3 separate regions of the Mus musculus genome follow, and regions 1 and 2 are each linked to region 3. A link is a contact called in public HiChIP or PLAC-seq data. All regions are on one chromosome and are shown on one strand. The core of a region is the stretch at or near the end of the contact, and the rest is flanking DNA. Distances in the headings are between cores, read along the strand shown. Region 1 overlaps Gm40446 (a long non-coding RNA gene). Region 2 has its middle 59 kb from the start of Gm35189. Region 3 overlaps Gm35189 (a long non-coding RNA gene).

What was found. HiChIP or PLAC-seq counts read pairs in DNA pulled down with a chosen protein or histone mark.
Region 1: an H3K27ac HiChIP or PLAC-seq map of large pre-B cells shows a contact between it and region 3, with 2.4 times the contacts expected there. The contact joins two enhancer-like sites. A contact is called at or near these places in 1 of 15 datasets of contacts at CTCF or cohesin (pro-B cells), 7 of 484 Hi-C or Micro-C datasets (B cells, the G1E-ER4 cell line, the HPC-7 cell line and 4 more), 6 of 115 datasets of contacts at active chromatin or transcription factors (CD8 T cells, the HPC-7 cell line, embryonic stem cells and 3 more) and 1 of 9 other capture datasets (embryonic stem cells).
Region 2: a contact with region 3 is called in a BATF HiChIP or PLAC-seq map of CD8 T cells, with 13 read pairs. The contact joins two enhancer-like sites. A contact is called at or near these places in 3 of 39 promoter capture datasets (HPC-7-derived erythroid cells, embryonic stem cells and hippocampal neurons), 4 of 484 Hi-C or Micro-C datasets (CD4 T cells, CD8 T cells, cerebral cortex and 1 more) and 2 of 115 datasets of contacts at active chromatin or transcription factors (CD8 T cells and effector CD8 T cells).

Annotation. Positions count from the first base shown.
Region 1 is chr12:77,155,663-77,158,362 of GRCm38.p6, forward strand. All of the region lies in intron 1 of Gm40446 (a long non-coding RNA gene), which reads right to left. Among named protein-coding and RNA genes, the nearest start is that of Gm40446, 35 kb to the right of the region's middle. Within about 2 kb of position 1,294, at least 16 of the 459 cell types and tissues checked have an H3K27ac peak or open chromatin away from gene starts, as enhancers often do. A contact at or near this core is called in centroblasts and pro-B cells, where this site is marked.
Region 2 is chr12:77,112,242-77,114,941 of GRCm38.p6, forward strand. No RefSeq gene overlaps it. Among named protein-coding and RNA genes, the nearest start is that of Gm35189, 59 kb to the left of the region's middle. Within about 2 kb of position 1,415, at least 29 of the 459 cell types and tissues checked have an H3K27ac peak or open chromatin away from gene starts, as enhancers often do. A contact at or near this core is called in CD8 T cells and effector CD8 T cells, where this site is marked.
Region 3 is chr12:77,038,195-77,040,894 of GRCm38.p6, forward strand. Gm35189 (a long non-coding RNA gene) reads right to left here. Exons shown (of 5, transcript XR_872836.1): 5 at 400-1,832. Among named protein-coding and RNA genes, the nearest start is that of Gm35189, 16 kb to the right of the region's middle. Within about 2 kb of position 1,302, at least 124 of the 459 cell types and tissues checked have an H3K27ac peak or open chromatin away from gene starts, as enhancers often do. A contact at or near this core is called in CD8 T cells, centroblasts, effector CD8 T cells and 1 more, where this site is marked.

The DNA of each region.
Region 1 (2,700 bases), core at 44-2,543, 120 kb after region 3:
TGATCCAACCCTCCAATTTCCTACCTTTCTCTTCCACCCGTCGTCTTTAATAATTAGGCTGCTTAATAACTGCTGTTGGTGGGGAGGAGGGGAAGGAAGATGGAGATTGCTAGGGCTTACAAGACCCTGGGGAATGTAAGAGCTTCTGTTGCCAGAGCCATCCTGTTCTGAACAACTCCCTGGGCACGTTGCAAGCAAAAAGGCTGCTCTTTCCTGCTCCAGACTTGACTGAGCCTGGTTCATTCAGCACCCAAAGGCCTTGCCAGGGGATCAGCTTTGGTTCCTGTCCCGACTCGTGTTGTTTCCTGATAGCATTTGATCGATATTTTTCAAGTACTCACTGGGTCTGAAAGTCAGCCCAGGTGAGACAGAGTATAAAGAAAGTAGAAGACAACCCAGACAGCTGTGACAACACAGGGAAGCCAGGAAGCCTCGTTCTAGAGCACATGCCTGCTCAAGTGCACTCAGGCGTGGGCTTCAGGACCAGTTATGAGTATCCACCCTGGGGAGTGGAACCAGAGAAAGATGAAGATAGGGATGAAGATGAGTGGGCAGTCAGAGAGACCTACATGTACACTAAGAAGCCACATAATGTGGGGGAGGGATACTGGTTTCACAGTTACACATATGTGGGTTCAGATGCCAGCTGCTCTATTGACTAGCAGATGATCTTAGGTACAACATTTAATATCTCTAGCTTTGAGAGATATTTAGGTTCTTATCATTATAAAATGCAGTCAATAATTTTTTTAAGAGTACCCATTTATTTTGGGGGCTGGATGAATCAGTGGTTAAGAACATTGGCTGCTCTTCCAGAGGACCCGGGTTCAATTCCCAGCACCCACATGGCAGCTCACACTTGTCTGTAGCTCCAGTTCCAGGGTTTTTGACACCCTCACAGACATACATGCATGCAAGACACCAACAAACATAAAATAAAATAAATTATATATGAAAAATATTTATTGTGTGTGTGTTGAGTGTGTATATATGTACCACATGTGTGCAGGGGGCCATGGCAGCCAGAAAAGGACACAGACCCCTTGAAACTGGACTTAACAAGCAGTTGTGAGTCTTTTGGGTACTAGGAACCAAACTCATATCCTCTATAAGATCAGTAAATACTCTTAACCACTGAGCCACGTCTTCAGTCTAGTTAATAATTCTTATCTTTCATAGACAGTTTTGGGAACTGATGATATATTATGTCAAGTTATCTGAATGTACTAGACACTCAGTAAGCAGTATTAAGGCATGGTAAAGAGGCTCTCCTGTGGTTCCAGCCACTCAGGGAGATGGGGGTGGAAGTTTACTTGAGTCTAACACCTGGGCCAATTCATCCTAAAACAAACAAAGGGGTAGGGAACAGGAAATAAATGCCACCTGGCACTATTTTTTGACGGCCTTTCTGTACTAGGTACTGAGCTGGGGTTTGGGGGATATGTATAGAAAACGTGTTGTGACAAATAGGATTGTCTGTTGAACAGTCCCAAGAGTTCTTTTCAGGGTTACCTGCTAAAAGATTAGTGTGCTCTTTCTCAAACCTAAACTTCTTGTTGGACAAGTGGCACTGAAAGCCACTAGCTGAGTATTCACAGCACTTTGGCTACCAGGCTGCCTAGTGTCTGAACACCAAAATATTTATCCTTCCTAGAAAAGTTCCTCTCAATTTGACCCACACAAAGAAAGCAACAGAGGGTCACTCTCGAGTGAGCTGCTGTATGCTCATCCAACTGCACCCCAAGTGGTGCCACTTTCCCACAGGATCCAATAACAGTATGGTTCTGTAAAACTGCCCCTTTCTCAAGTTTCACCTATACCAGTGATGCCATTAGTACCAAGTCTTTGGCCAGACCAAAAGGCAACCTGCTTCTCTTGAGTAAACAGTGATTATGATCCTGCATGAGAAACAATGTAGTAAAGTTATTCCACAGGGCCTTCTTGGAGAAGGTGCTATTTGAGGTAAACTTTGAAGAGGGTGTTGGTGAGGAGGTGTGGGGATGCTTCTGTTTGGGGGTCAGTCTAATCAAATGGAAGAGCATATGAAAAGAAAGGACTTCTATGTCTTGCTTGTTCAAAGTGTTAGAATTTGTAGTCATGAGACAGGAGATGAAGCTGGGAGGTAGGCTAGACTTTGAGGGCTGTGACACAAAAATTATTTTGGAATTTAAAAAGTAATCAAAAACACCTGAGGCAGATGTGTGTGTTAGGCAGCTTCTTCACCAGCTGGGTGAGTTCCAAGAGCACAGCTGGAAGCAATGATCCCAGTAGAGGTGTTGCATATATAAAGCAGGTTAATGCATGCAGAAGATCGGAAAGAGGAGATTTTCTATATAATACGACAGGGCTGAAAGAAAATTCAGTAATCCGCAGTTCTTTCTTTTGTAATGGAAGCAATTAAAGACCAAAAAGACCTCATGACTTCCCACTATTTGACTTTCTGTACTCCCAATCCCTCAGCCTCCCAAGGAAATGCCAAGAAAGTTCAGATGACATGGCCAATTTTCAAGGACTTTTTCTCTAGGTGTATTATTCTTGGTCTTTGGAAGTATTAGAGAGGGGTAGGAACAGGGGACTTCTAATTAGGTGGAGATTAGGAAAAGGATGACAGGAGACCAGGAGACTGTAGGGGTCTCTTTTCCTTCCTCTGTGGTCTCTGGAAACATTTTAGAGGAATGTGGGTTTTATTTGTAGAACTAT
Region 2 (2,700 bases), core at 165-2,664, 74 kb after region 3:
TTCTTTTGGTTTTTGGTCACTATTAGGAAGAATTTAATTTGGTTTGTGGTTTCAGATATTTCATTCCACAGTGGCTTTCCTGTTTTTAGAGCCTGTGGTGAGGTAGAATATCGTGGTGGGAGGAGCTTATAATAAGGACTACTCATCTTTTGGTGAATAGGAATCCTAAAGAGAGACCGAAAAGGCCCAGGAATAAAATACCTCCAAGGATCTGCCCACCAGTGACCTACTTCCAGTTAGGCCCCACCTCTTAGAGTTTTCAGCATTTTCCAAAACAGAGCACCATCTGGGGACCAAACCTTTAATCTACCAGCCTTTTAGAGAGGCACTTTATGTCCCAACCACAACAACACTCTAAATGGAAAAGCATTTATTTCTATTAAATTAGGTCTTTAAAAATTCATGGATGAAGAGGTAGGGATGTAGTTCAGTTTGTATAATGCTTGCCTAGCATTTTTAAATCTCTGGGTTTGATTCCAAGTTCCACTTAAACTAGGAATGGTGGCACATACCTGTAATTTCAGCATTTGGAAGGTGAAGACAGAAGAATCAGAAGTTCAAGGTAATTGTTTGCTACACAGCAAGTTCAAGGCCAATCTCAAGAAGAACTTTATGGATGGGTTAGAGGAGCAGGTCTTGGGCTATGCCTCCAAAAGAACTAGTAGAATCCAGTAGAAACACCTGCTAGGATTCAGGCTTGGTGAGAGAGTCAGAAAGCCTGCATCCTCCTCGAGGCAATGAGCATCATAACTTCAAGATCAGCCTGGGCTCCATAAAAGAAATGTCAAAATGGCTTCTAATGGAATGGGCTCCAGGACTTTTACTAGCAATGTTGTAAAAGTCCAGTGTGTGTAGGCCCATGCTTGCCCAGGAACAGCAGACATAAGAAACTGCACATCTCAAGCAGTGTTCCGACGTACATTCTTCCACATGAAGGGTTCTAATGGCTACTCCATTAGTGCCACATTCCCGTCCTCCTTCCATTCTGCCACATGCTCCTTCCCACAGAGATGTGAATGCTTACCATAGTCAAGTTTGGAAGAAGAAACTTCACAGGCATGGACCAGCCCTCTAACCTCCTTTTTCATCCACAGAAAACAGGTTTTTTCTTTGCATTGTAGTTCCAGGTGATGAATGTAGCTCCTTAGAGTTGCCTGAAATGGTCCTGAGTAAATGGGTCCAATACTGGGGCCCAATATTAAAATGCTCACTTGCCTACACAGCTCACAACAGGTATATCAGAAATAAGGGGAATACTTTGATCTCTTTGTGTCGATTTATTTTTTCTCTTCTGATCAAGGGATCTGATCCAGAAAATAGGTTTGGAGAAATAGTTTAATGCTGTACTGTGCTAGTAGCCACCACCTGACACTTACGATGCCTCCTGCTTTGAAGTGCTGGCAGCTTTTCAAGCATTTCCTATTTGTATCTCTGTGATCTTCACAGTAACGAGGCAGGATATCATCAGCTCAGTATGTGGCTCTTACCACTTCCTACCTTCTTTTTATTATGACTGTTATATTATGACACATAGAAAATCTGAAAGTATCTACATACATACATACACCCACACAAACACAAACACACATGTATATAATAAGTCAAGAAAAGTATGAGGCTGCCAGGATTCTTGCTGCTCTGAGCCTTGCCCAGCCACTCTGAGCACTGAGTTGTTTGGGTTGTTCAGAGCCATTCACTTCCTACCACTTGGGAGATTCTATCTTAGGGGAGTGAACTAATTCAAGGCCACAAGGTTACTAAACGTGGTGATTTTAATGTATGACCCAGACAGGCTCATACAATTTAATGCTTGGTCCACAGCTGGTAGAATTGTTTGGGAAGGATTAAGAGGTGTGGCCTTATTGGAGCAGGTGTGTTACTAGGGGCAGGCTTTGAGGTTTCAAAAGCCTAGGCCATTCCCAGCTAGCTCCCTTTCTGCCTTGTCTCAACACGTTAAGTTCTCGGCTGCTGCTGTCAGTAAGCCTGCCTGCTTACTGCTATCTTCTGTTGAGGTTTGGTCTGTTGCTTTGCATTGTAATGCCAAATTTTGTACCTGAAGGTCTAGGCCTACAAGTGAATTCTCATGTTTACAAGCTTTTGTTGTACAAACCTTGTTCCTTGATATGAAATTACAGGTTAAATAAAACTGGCTACAAGCAATTACTGGAGGGATTAGAAGTAGGTGAGTTTTGAGTTACTTGGTTGGGGGTGGGGAAGAGAGAAGAGGGAGGTGGGAGCAGAAGGGAAGGAGGAAGGAGAAGAAAGGAAGAAGCCATGAGGGAGGTGGACCATGAATGTGTGGCCAGGAGAAACAACAAGTATCTGGGGGTACACCACTGGGGAGGTAGGCAGGCTGAAGAGTAGATTAGGGGTGACCCACCAGTAATTGTCAGAGCCAAATAAAATAACCATAGTCGGAGTCTTATTTATTTGTAATCTAGTTCGGGATAAGCTTAAATTGATTGGACTGCAATCCTCCCTGCCATAACGGTCACAGACTCTAGCCCCCTGGAACCATGAGCCCCCAAGTAAATGCTTCATTTTATAAGTTGCCTTGGTCATAATGTTTTGTCATGGTCATGGTAATAGATAAGTAACTAAGACTAGACCCTCTGAGTCCCAAACCAAACAACTTCAAACATAGCCTTCAGTGGAAGAAGCCTTTATTACCAGCACAAGTCCTCATTCTAGCTTACAAGA
Region 3 (2,700 bases), core at 52-2,551:
GTGATTTGGTTTTGATCTGCCCATGTGTCCACATGTTCCTAATTTGGTTTGACGAGTGTGTGCAAGTGAGTTTTCCGTCTGTGCCATGGTCTGCGCTGGGCAGGTGGTGATTGTTCACTTGTGTAAATGAGATGTTGAATCCTTCTGTCTCAGCACTCGCATGTGGAATGTAGCACACTGGAATCACTCGGGCAAGGAGCTACAGTTTTATGCGATATGGAGTACGTTAGATCAGAGAAGGACTAATCTCTGCAGTCTCTTTGGATAGGTGTCCCCAACAAGTTCAACTCTGAAATGGGAGTTTAATAAACAACAACAACAACAACAACAACAACAACAAGATCCATTACTGTTACATACCATTTTAATTACTGTAATAAAATACCAGAGGCAGGCTACTTTATAATGAAAAGAGGTTAAATTTGATTTGTGAGTCGGAGAGGGCAAGGCCAAAGTGTTATATCTGGTAATTATATATTTCTTTTCTTTTCTTTTTTTTTTAGAAACAGGTTCTTAAGTAGCCTAGGCTAGCCTTGAAATTGCTTTGAATCCCTGACCCTCCTGCTTCTACCCTCAGGTGGAGAGATGTCTGAAATTACAGGCATTCGTCACTATATCTGGCCATGGTGATGACCTTGCTGACAGTTGTGAGGCGTCACATAACATTGCATGGGAAGAGACAGAAAGTGCACGTGTGTGTGTGTGTGTGTGTGTGTGTGTAGCTGAGGCTGGCCTGGAACTCCTTGTGCAGACCAGGCAAAAGCCTTCAGCAACGTTCCTGCCTCTGCTGGGCTTACAGGCATGTGCCACCACACCTTGCTTCTCCTCCTTTTATTCTTATTTTTAATTAAAAATTTTTTTATTTGATTTATTTCTGTGTGGGCATGCATATGCTGAGGTGTTTGTATGGCGGCCAGAAGACAATTTGCTGGAGTTGTTTTTCTGCTTCTACCATATTGGTCCCTGGATGAAACTCAAGTTGTCAGGCTTGGCCGCAAGCCTTTACCTGCTGAACCATCTCACGGGCCCATCTTCTATCTACAAAGCCGCCAGGATTCACTTATTCACCCTTCCAAAGCCCTTCCTGTAAATTCCACAGTTGGATTAAATGTCTACCCTCCTAATATGTCACAGTGCTTCACTTCAGGATGAGTTCAGGGATAAACCATAGTGAAATCCCAGCACTCCTTAGGCGCATCAACCTCGCATATGTGAGGTGGGGGTGGTTACCAAGCAGCAGCCCTTGCCCTGCAACCAGCATGCTCCCCAGCGGGACAAAGCAGCGCAGCTTCATGGCTGTGGCGCCCCTAGAGCTAGGAAGAGGAAGTGCATCCAGCGTGGGGGTAGAGCGGGCCTATTAGCCTTCCTACTGCAGTGCATTGTGGGTCTTCTTTGAGAGGATTCTTTCCAACCTTCACCCTGAAAAGAAGGAGGTGAAGGCTACCAAACATTCCAGCTGGGTTTGGCCAGCTGCTGTTATGATATGAAAGAATCTACGTCAATGAATCGAGGGAATAAAGTAGCAGAGGGCAGGGCTGCTTGCCAGACTGCCGAATGGGTTTTCACGAAGGGATCTGCACCGCGGTTTCTGTTTGCACTGCTGCTCTCTTGGCATCCTGTGCAGCTTGGCGTCAGCAGGAGGAGTTCTCAAAGGTTTGGCCTGCAAGTGCACCTCTTCTGCGCTGCTGGCTTGGGTGGCGCCTGGAGGAAGTTTGCCTGGGCCCCGATACTCTCCTGGCTCTTCCTTGCAGAGAGAGATATTTCAAGGCCTGTGTAGCTTTTTCTTCCTTCACCTCCACACACTGCTCAGGCAAGAAGCTGGGTGGGAGAAACTGAGACAGAGAAAGAAAGTGTGAAGCGTTGGGCCACTCATGTGGAACCAGGAAGGTGACTGACTCACTAGAGGATGTGGGGTGGCAGTGTGTGCACTGCCTGTGAACTCCCAGCGCCAGCTGGGCCTCACCCCAGTTTGGAGACTGGTTCCAATTTCACTCATTTTCACTTAATTTTAGTGCCGTCTTCTCTGGTGGTTAAACCCATTGCCCAGAGAATGGTTGGTTCAGACTTCTTTTGACTGGAGGATGAAGACGATGGATCTAGGGGTGTGGCTCATTGACACAGTATTGGCCTAGCCTGTGGGAGATCCAGGGTTTGCATCCCAGAACCACACAACACAACGCATCACGCCTGCCCACTCTAAAGGCTGAACTATTGTGCTCTTCCCTTCTAAACGAAAAGAAGAGTGAATTTAGTAGTCAGAATGCCTGCTTTAGAACATTGTGACCTGGGGGACATGACACTGGACATGGAGGCTGGTGCCCTGTGTCCCATATTGTTATTGACATTTATAACCTTAATTCTCATACTCTAAAATGCACCATTAATTCAATGAAACATGGCCACAGCATGTCTTCACTGACACACCCATGTGGGATCATTAAACTGAACACCTACAGTGTATCTTAAACCCCAAATTATAGTTCTTTTAAAAAGAGAACAGAATTGGACCGGAGAAATGGCTCAGTGCTTAGAACTTGCTGCTCTTCTAGAGGTCCTGGGGTTCAGTGCCCAGCACCCGTGTTGGACAACTTACAACTGCATGTAACTCTAGTTCCAGAGGGTCGTGGACCCTCTCTCTGGACTCTAAGGGGCACTTACAGGCACGTGTGCACATTCCCACACACAGATACGCATTCACGA